2 separate regions of the Ovis aries genome follow, and region 1 is linked to region 2. A link is a contact called in public Hi-C data. All regions are on one chromosome and are shown on one strand. Each heading gives the region's core, a stretch centred on a gene start, on an enhancer-like site or on the middle of the called end of the contact. The rest is flanking DNA. Distances are from core to core; before and after follow the strand shown. Region 1 overlaps L3HYPDH (trans-L-3-hydroxyproline dehydratase). Region 2 holds the start of DAAM1 (dishevelled associated activator of morphogenesis 1).

Region 1 (3,688 bases), core at 851-3,350, 220 kb after region 2:
TCGTTTCTTACTGGATTATCAAGCACTGTCTCCTAACTAGTCTCATGGCTCAGATGGTAAAGAATTCACCTGCAATGCAGGAGACCCAGATTTGATCTTTGAATTGGGAAGATCCCTTGGAGAAGGGAATGGCTACCCACTCCAGTGTTCTTGCCTGGAGCATTCCATGGACAGAGGAGCCTGGCGGGCTGCAGTCCATGGGCTTTCAAAGAGTCTGACAGGATTGAGTGACTAACAGTTTCCCTTTTCACAGAACTAGTCCTGTGTCTCACATTTGACCCTGTTGCCACACCCTGGGCTCTCATTCGCTGCAGATTCCCTAAACAAACAGTGGTCTTTCTGAAATGCACAGCTTACCACCCTGACCTCTGCTTAAAATCCTTTACTGGCTACCCTTAACCTTCTAAATGAAACGCTCTCTGGCATGCATTAGAAAGCTCTCCTGTTTTAATTCTCATCTCGACTTCTGCCCACCACCTTACCCCTCAGTCCAACCAGAATTCAAGGATCCGCATGTACAGTACCACTCTGCATTCCTATGCCCGGCTGTGATCCCTCTGGCCTTTGAGCACTTGAACATCCCCTTCCCCTTTCTGGTTAATCATATTTCCCACCTCTGACCCTTCTTGCCCTTCTAACTTCTTTCCATCCTTCAGGACTAAGCAAGGTGCTGAGTCCTAGGAGAATTCTCCCAGTCTCAGCCCCCACGCTCACCCCCCTAGTCTGTTGCTGTCTCTCCCATGAGTCCTCGTAACCCTTCCCAGCATGCTTCTTGGTGGTGTTACGGAAAGGTTAAACTTGAGCCCGCTGGAGCCAACTCCATATTCAGTTTCTATCACTTCATCTTGCTGTCTGTGACTCTGGGAAAAATCATTCAAGCTTAACAGCCCTCAGTTCCCACGTATGTAAACTGGAGCCTGTAATAGTACCTTCCTGACAGATGGTTATGGAGATTAAATGAGATAATATTTATAAAAGCTCATTCTTAGTTTTCAATCATTCTTTTCAAAGTATCTCACTTCTGACTGTTGATACATGTAGATTATTTTAAAACCAAGACAGAAACTGATAGTGTACTACTAAAGAATAACAATGCTCTTATGCTAAAACTTACAACCACATTTACTTGGAAAGGCCAGGACCAGACAGGTACTGTAACTGCCTTGATTCCAAAGGTATTTAGGGATGGGCTCAAGTTTCACATTCTCTTAGGCACTAGGGCCTTCTACTTTCTCTAGGAAAGAGAATGAATGCTTTGCCAGTCGCCAGTCCTGGGTCCTCTGGCTGGTGCTAAAGTCAGTTTGGTGGGAACACCATTAACTTCTTCATGGGAAAGGTGGAATTGGCCAGCACCCAGTTTCTACCTCCCAGTTTTGCTGGGGTTCTGACTGGGCCTGGGCAGGAGAATCCAATGAGGCATGAGCTGAGGTTGCAGTTTTTCCCCAAAGTGTAGTAGCCAACAGGCCTCTGTTCTACCTTGATGCAAGCACTCAACATTTAGCTTGTGCTAGAGAATGCAAGGTCCAATGGGGTCATAAAACATTATTCCAAAAGAGATTATTCCCACCCCTCAACTAATTCCTTCTACCACACACAGAGACAAGGAAAATCAAGCCAACAGCATGGAACTTCTCCAGAGAGCCTTCTGACCACCATGTGTGCAGGCCTCAAATAGAGCCATGGGGACCTCAGTATTCGGGGAAGGTACGGGCGCAGAAGAAAGATGCATGAATGTGTTTTGTTTCAATTTTCTTTTCACCAGGCCTATCCTTGACTTTTCACAGATTTCCCAGCAGAAGATCAGGGTGGATGATGACATGAGAGAAAAATGCTCCACTGTGGCCAGTTCCTGTTCCTCCGGAGAGCCATTCACATGCACATGGACAGGCAGCCAAGAGACTCAGTTGCCTCCCACAGTGGCTGGGGAGGTCGTGCTGCTCCCCAGGAGTGGGGATGGAGTGACCTCTGTGTCTCCATCCTCCAGGAGGATGCAGCTCATTCTGGCCTCTGTCCAGTGCAGCCTGTCACCTCACATGGCCTCACTGAGGCCAGCCAAGTTCCTGCCAATTAGCATCAGCTGGCTACATAATGCCCTCTTGTGCCTCCTTCCAAGAAGGCCAACTCTTGACACTCCCACGACAGGGCTGTGAAATTACTAGGAAAAGTGGGGCAGGGAGAGCGCTGTTTTTGTGCTTTTTGTTTGCTTTAATGTGACAAGTTTTTTGGCCTTGCTCAAAAGAGATCTCCCCTTGAGGAAAAAGCAAGAGGACCTGAATATGCAAAGGCAGGCTAAAATATACTATGTCCAGAGAAACTTTCTTCCAGAAGAATACAGTGAGCATGACTCACACTCTCTGGGATGTTTTATTTTCTAAGAACAAATCTATAGGATCACAAAATCAGACCACATGCAAGCATTTTGCATGCATTTGCCATCATCGTTAGGTGTTATAAGTATATTTTATCTAAGATATTACAACCAGGCTATGAGAGCCTTCACTTTTCATTCTTCCATACTAGTGCCCTTCCTGCCTGACATGTAGAAAGATAATTAATATGCTGGTCCTGCAGGAAAGGAAATTGTCTTCCAAACTATTAATGAGAGATGTTTTAGCCTTTTTTAAATTAGTGAAAGACACAATTTTCATTAAAAAAAATTAGTATCAGCTTGCAATGATTCACTAGAAAGTTCAAAAAGAGTACATATTGGCTTAAATGGTTGGCTTCTGAATATATTTTATGTATTTGAACAAATTTATTTCTAATTCTGAATTTAATTTTTGCCTAGGATAGTGGGAAGTCAAGTTATTTTCTACAAAATAATCAGTAAAATCGATGAAGGCAGCCATGAAATTAAAAGATGCTTACTCCTTGGAAGAAAAGTTATGACCATCCTAGATAGTATATTCAAAAGCAGAGACATTACTCTGCTGACTAAGGTCCATCTAGTCAAGGCTATGGTTTTTCCAGTAGTCATGTATGGCTGTGAGAGTTGGACTGTGAAGAAGGCTGAGTGCTGAAGAATTGATGCTTTTGAACTGTGGTGTTGGAGAAGACTCTTGAGAGTCTCTTGGACTGCAAGGAGATGCAACCAGTCCATTCTGAAGGAGATCAGCCCTGGGATTTCTTTGGAAGGAATGATGCTAATGCTGAAACTCCAGTACTTTGGCCACCTCATGCGAAGAGTTGACTCATTGGAAAAGACTTTGATGCTGGGAGGGATTGGGGGCAGGAGAAGAAGGGGACGACAGAGGATGAGATGGCTGGATGGCATCACGGACTCAATGGACGTGAGTCTGAGTGAATTCCAGGAGTTGGTGATGGACAGGGAGGCCTGGCATGCTGCAATTCGTGCGGTCACAAAGAGTCGGACACGACTGAGTGACTGAACTGAACTGAACTGAAGTTGATTTCACACTTTTTTTCTCTAACAAAGGAAACCTTATTTAAATAAAATCTTGCTTAAAAGCCCTATAAATAAAATGATTTTTTTAAAAAATGGAGCAGCTTTGGCAGAAGCAGAGGAGGGGGGCCTGCGCCTAGCTCTCTTATCTGTCATGTCCACCCCATAGTGACACCAAGTATGCTCTGAAGACAGCTGCTAAAATAAGCATATTCAAAGATGCTCACCATCACTAACCATTAAGGAAATTCAGGTGAAAACCATGAGGTATCACTGAACACCTAT
Region 2 (3,644 bases), core at 93-2,592:
TTCCCCGCCCCCTCCCCACAAACCGTGGTCTTCTAGACATTCTGCTAGTGGAAACAGGGGTGTGAACTAATCCTTAAATGTGACTAAGATATTGAATGCCATTACAATTTACCTTTACAACTGGAATAACTGGATGTATTGATTTATTTTTCATTTAAAAAGACACCTAAAGATTTACTCTCAATGTTACTTTTTCATAACGTTTGGTGATCATTGAGTAATATAAAGTGCCATGGGAAAAATATACATATTAAAAATAAAATTTTCCTGAAGGTTCGGAATTCCACATACCTTTTGCTTACTTTAAATTAAACATATAAGTTATTAATATCACAGTAATTCCTGAACAGCATGATGTGTTGTTTGGCTGAAGTCATACAAAAATTTGAAGAGTATGGTATATACATTGAGCGGAAAGTGTGTGCATTTAAGAGTACATGTATACATATGTGTTATTTATTAAAACTTCAGGCAAGGATGTTGTCTTCCTGCAAATTCAGAGCCCTGAGAGCGGGAAGTCTGCTGCAGAGAAGAACAAAAGCATGGCTGCGCGATAGTATTATCTCTGCAGCAGCAGCAGGCTCCCTGACGAAGGGCTGCGGCGACTATCTAGTCTGTTACACTGCATTTTTATTACTGACACCCTGCGTTATTCTGTCAGCTCAGCCGACTAAGCTGTTCCCCGAGTTCTGGCTGGTCACCCTGACTCCGTTAAATGGGAGAAGGAAAGAGAAGGCAGGTGATTTGTACCAACTGGGGCACGGGGAGATTTCTTTCCTTCGGGGTCAGTGTCCTTCATCGTCCGGGACTTGGGGAATTCCAGGATCACATTTAACCCAGAAACCAGAGTGTCCTATTCGTTAGTTGCTGCGCAGAGGGAAGACAGTGAAAGGCTTAATCTCTTCCCAGCTGGGGCCAATAGAGCTGGGTTGGTCAGAGTTGCCTGGCTGATGTGCAGTAGCCTGGACCCTGCTGGTCCCTCAGAGACCGCACGGGGCCTAGAGGAGGTCAAGTCAAAGGGCACGACCTCAGGGAGCTTCCCCCCCAACTCTTGCCCGCGCAGTCCGCAACTCGGCTCCTGAACGACCACCGCTACTACTGCAAGGCTGGAGGGCGGGGAGGGGGCGGGTCGCGGAGGGGGCGGGAATAGGGGCGGGGACGAAGAGGCTCTGAAGTTTGTTGGGAAGTGTAGTTTTCAGAACCTCAGAAGCGTAGCTATCCAGGCTCTGCTTGTGGAGTGTTAACTACGATTCCCAGGAGTACACGGGCCCAGCCCGGGAGTCCATGCGCAGTGGGCGCCACATTGTATCCTATCAGGCGAGGAGAGGGTGATGTCACCTGCGAGTTGGTAACCTACGAGCGGCTGTGAAGGAAACTGTTTAACCGGATCCCATTGTACCCGGAGCGCAGAGCCGCCTTTTCAGCATGCAGGGGCTGCTCAGGTAAGGGGGACGTGCCGCGTCGCCCGCCGCACTCATTCATTAAGAGGCACCGCGCGGTGGCGCGGGGGTGGGCGCGCTTCTTCGCGGCCCGGTGCTGGGTTCGCAGCACGCCCTCCCGCTGTCTTCCCGGAGCTCCCGGGCCAGTAGGTAAATATTAAACCCGTCCTTCAGGTTGGGTCTGGGTGGGAACAGGACCTAGACAGCTCCCAGCTGCCAAGCTGGGTTTGGGAAAATGGCTGCAAGCGCGGCTCAAAGCAAGGCGAGTCCGGGGGAAGGCGCCCCGAGGACAGAGTTGCCTCCCTTCTTTCTTTCTGAGGCGCTTGGACGCCAAGAGAGCCAGCAGGGTACCACTCGCCGCCTTGCTGATGACACGCTGGGGCTCTGGGGCTCTTGGCCTCTGCTGGGTGCTGCGGGCACTGCTACTGTCGGGAGTTGCTGGCCCGGGAGGCTCTGGAAGGGAGAATCCCGAGGTAGGCTTGTTAGAGTGGTAACCGAAGAGGCGGGACTCATTTACTGGTTCGCGTCCCAGCAGAATCCCCGCTATCCCGGGGACCCTCGCCTCAAGACTCATTCGACAGGGATGGGGTGACTGTAATTTAGGCGAAGTTGGAAGCTCAAGGTCTCAAATGAGAAAGAGGAGGGAAACCCACGTTGCGGAAAGAGCGAGGGGTTGTTTGCGGACATCGGTGAGGGGAGGCTGCGCAGCCTGCGGACCGGGTTCGAGGCGCCACAGGGCGATCCAGCCTCCCGTCCCTTTGGGTAGGGCACACCTTGGTGCCCCTTGCACTGATGGCTCACTTGACCAGGAGCACTTGAGCTAGGACGAAGCCTCTGCCCGGAGCGCTGGCTGGGCGGTGGTAAAGCGGTGGGGAGAGTTGAATAATCTAATGATAACAGTCGCAGTGGAACAGAAGGGCTGGGTGATCGGTTTTCACAGCTAGTGGTGAAAATCCAACTGCTTGTGATCCGCATTGAGACGTGTGCGAGGCCCATGAACTCTATATAATAAAGTCCTCTGGATATCCTTTCCCTAGCACCCTTATCCTTTCTCTTACTCATTCATCAAACCTTTGCTAAAGGCTCTGTTCTCAAGTTGCTCTCAGCCTGCGATTGGGGTATTCTGCCTCTCGTTCCTATAAAATATTTTAGTGGACCCAGGGATCGAATACACTTCAACCGTCGTTCACTACCGAGCCCCTCACCCTTCGCCCCCTATCTCCAGGATGCTCAAGGAGAGTATTAAGAGTAAATGCCACCCATGACCGTTTTGCTCCCGTTGAGCTAGTAGTTTCCCCAGGCTCGGGAAGGACCTAGTGAATTGAAGCGGAGTTTGCCTGCAAGATGAATCCTGTTGCCATGGCGACTCCTGTCGTCGGAATCTTAACTGCTCCCACTGCTGTTTCAATTCGTCGTGGCCCTGCGGGCAGCTGGGAGGGCGTGGCCAGTAGGTGTGGTCAGATGCTCGCCCTGGGCCCAGCTGCTCCCTCCTGGTCACCGGTTTCACAGTGCCGGGCTCTCTCCATTCCCTGTAAATAGCTTGAATACAATTTTTAGACCCCTTTCCCTCTGTCAAGCCCATACCTGGTCTCCCCAGCTCCATCCCCAGAAAAAGCTCTTAAGAGCCTTTGTCCTGAGGCAGACTCCGAAAATTAGAACCAAAAGATCTCTTTCCTCTTTCACGCTTATGTTATGTATGTTATGTGAAGTCGCTCAGTCGTGTCCGACTCTTTGCGACCCCGTGGACTGTAGCCCACCAGGCTCCTCCGTCCATGGGATTCTCGAGGCAAGAATACTGGAGTGGGTTGCCATTTCCTTCTCCAGGGGATCTTCCCGACCCAGGGATCAAACCCAGGTCTCCCACATTGCAGGCAGACACGTTAACCTCTGAGCCACCTAGCTGCTCCATTTTCCTAATAACATATGTAATAGTGTTGGAAACAGCTTTCTTTCTCAAGGAGGGAGTTCTCTGTCATGCTTGAAGAGAGCTCTCTGGCTACCAGTAAAGGTCCTCAATTTGCCCTAAGTGCAATTTTAGGGACAAGTAATGACTGAAATTGAGTTCAGGAAGTCACTGCTATCCCATGTGTTTCTAATGAAATCCAAAAGCCTGCCTAGAGGATTCAGATCCTTGAGAGGGTTGGGATCTAGGAAGCCTGGGTCCTGCTCCGGCATTACTGGCTTCCCCTTCTGGGGTGAACCCTC

What was found. Hi-C and Micro-C count contacts between places; a contact is called where the count stands out from the background.
Region 1: a Hi-C map of hypothalamus shows a contact between it and region 2, with 4 times the contacts expected there. The contact joins the enhancer-like site here to the promoter of DAAM1 in region 2. A contact is called at or near these places in 3 of 16 Hi-C or Micro-C datasets (hypothalamus, skin fibroblasts and tail adipose tissue).

Annotation. Positions count from the first base shown.
Region 1 is chr7:69,745,086-69,748,773 of ARS-UI_Ramb_v3.0, forward strand. All of the region lies in intron 6 of L3HYPDH (trans-L-3-hydroxyproline dehydratase), which reads right to left. Among named protein-coding and RNA genes, the nearest start is that of GPR135, 44 kb to the right of the region's middle. Within about 2 kb of position 2,101, at least 10 of the 54 cell types and tissues checked have an H3K27ac peak or open chromatin away from gene starts, as enhancers often do. A contact at or near this core is called in hypothalamus, where this site is marked.
Region 2 is chr7:69,528,647-69,532,290 of ARS-UI_Ramb_v3.0, forward strand. DAAM1 (dishevelled associated activator of morphogenesis 1) reads left to right here and starts at 1,343. Exons shown (of 25, transcript XM_060418108.1): 1 at 1,343-1,442.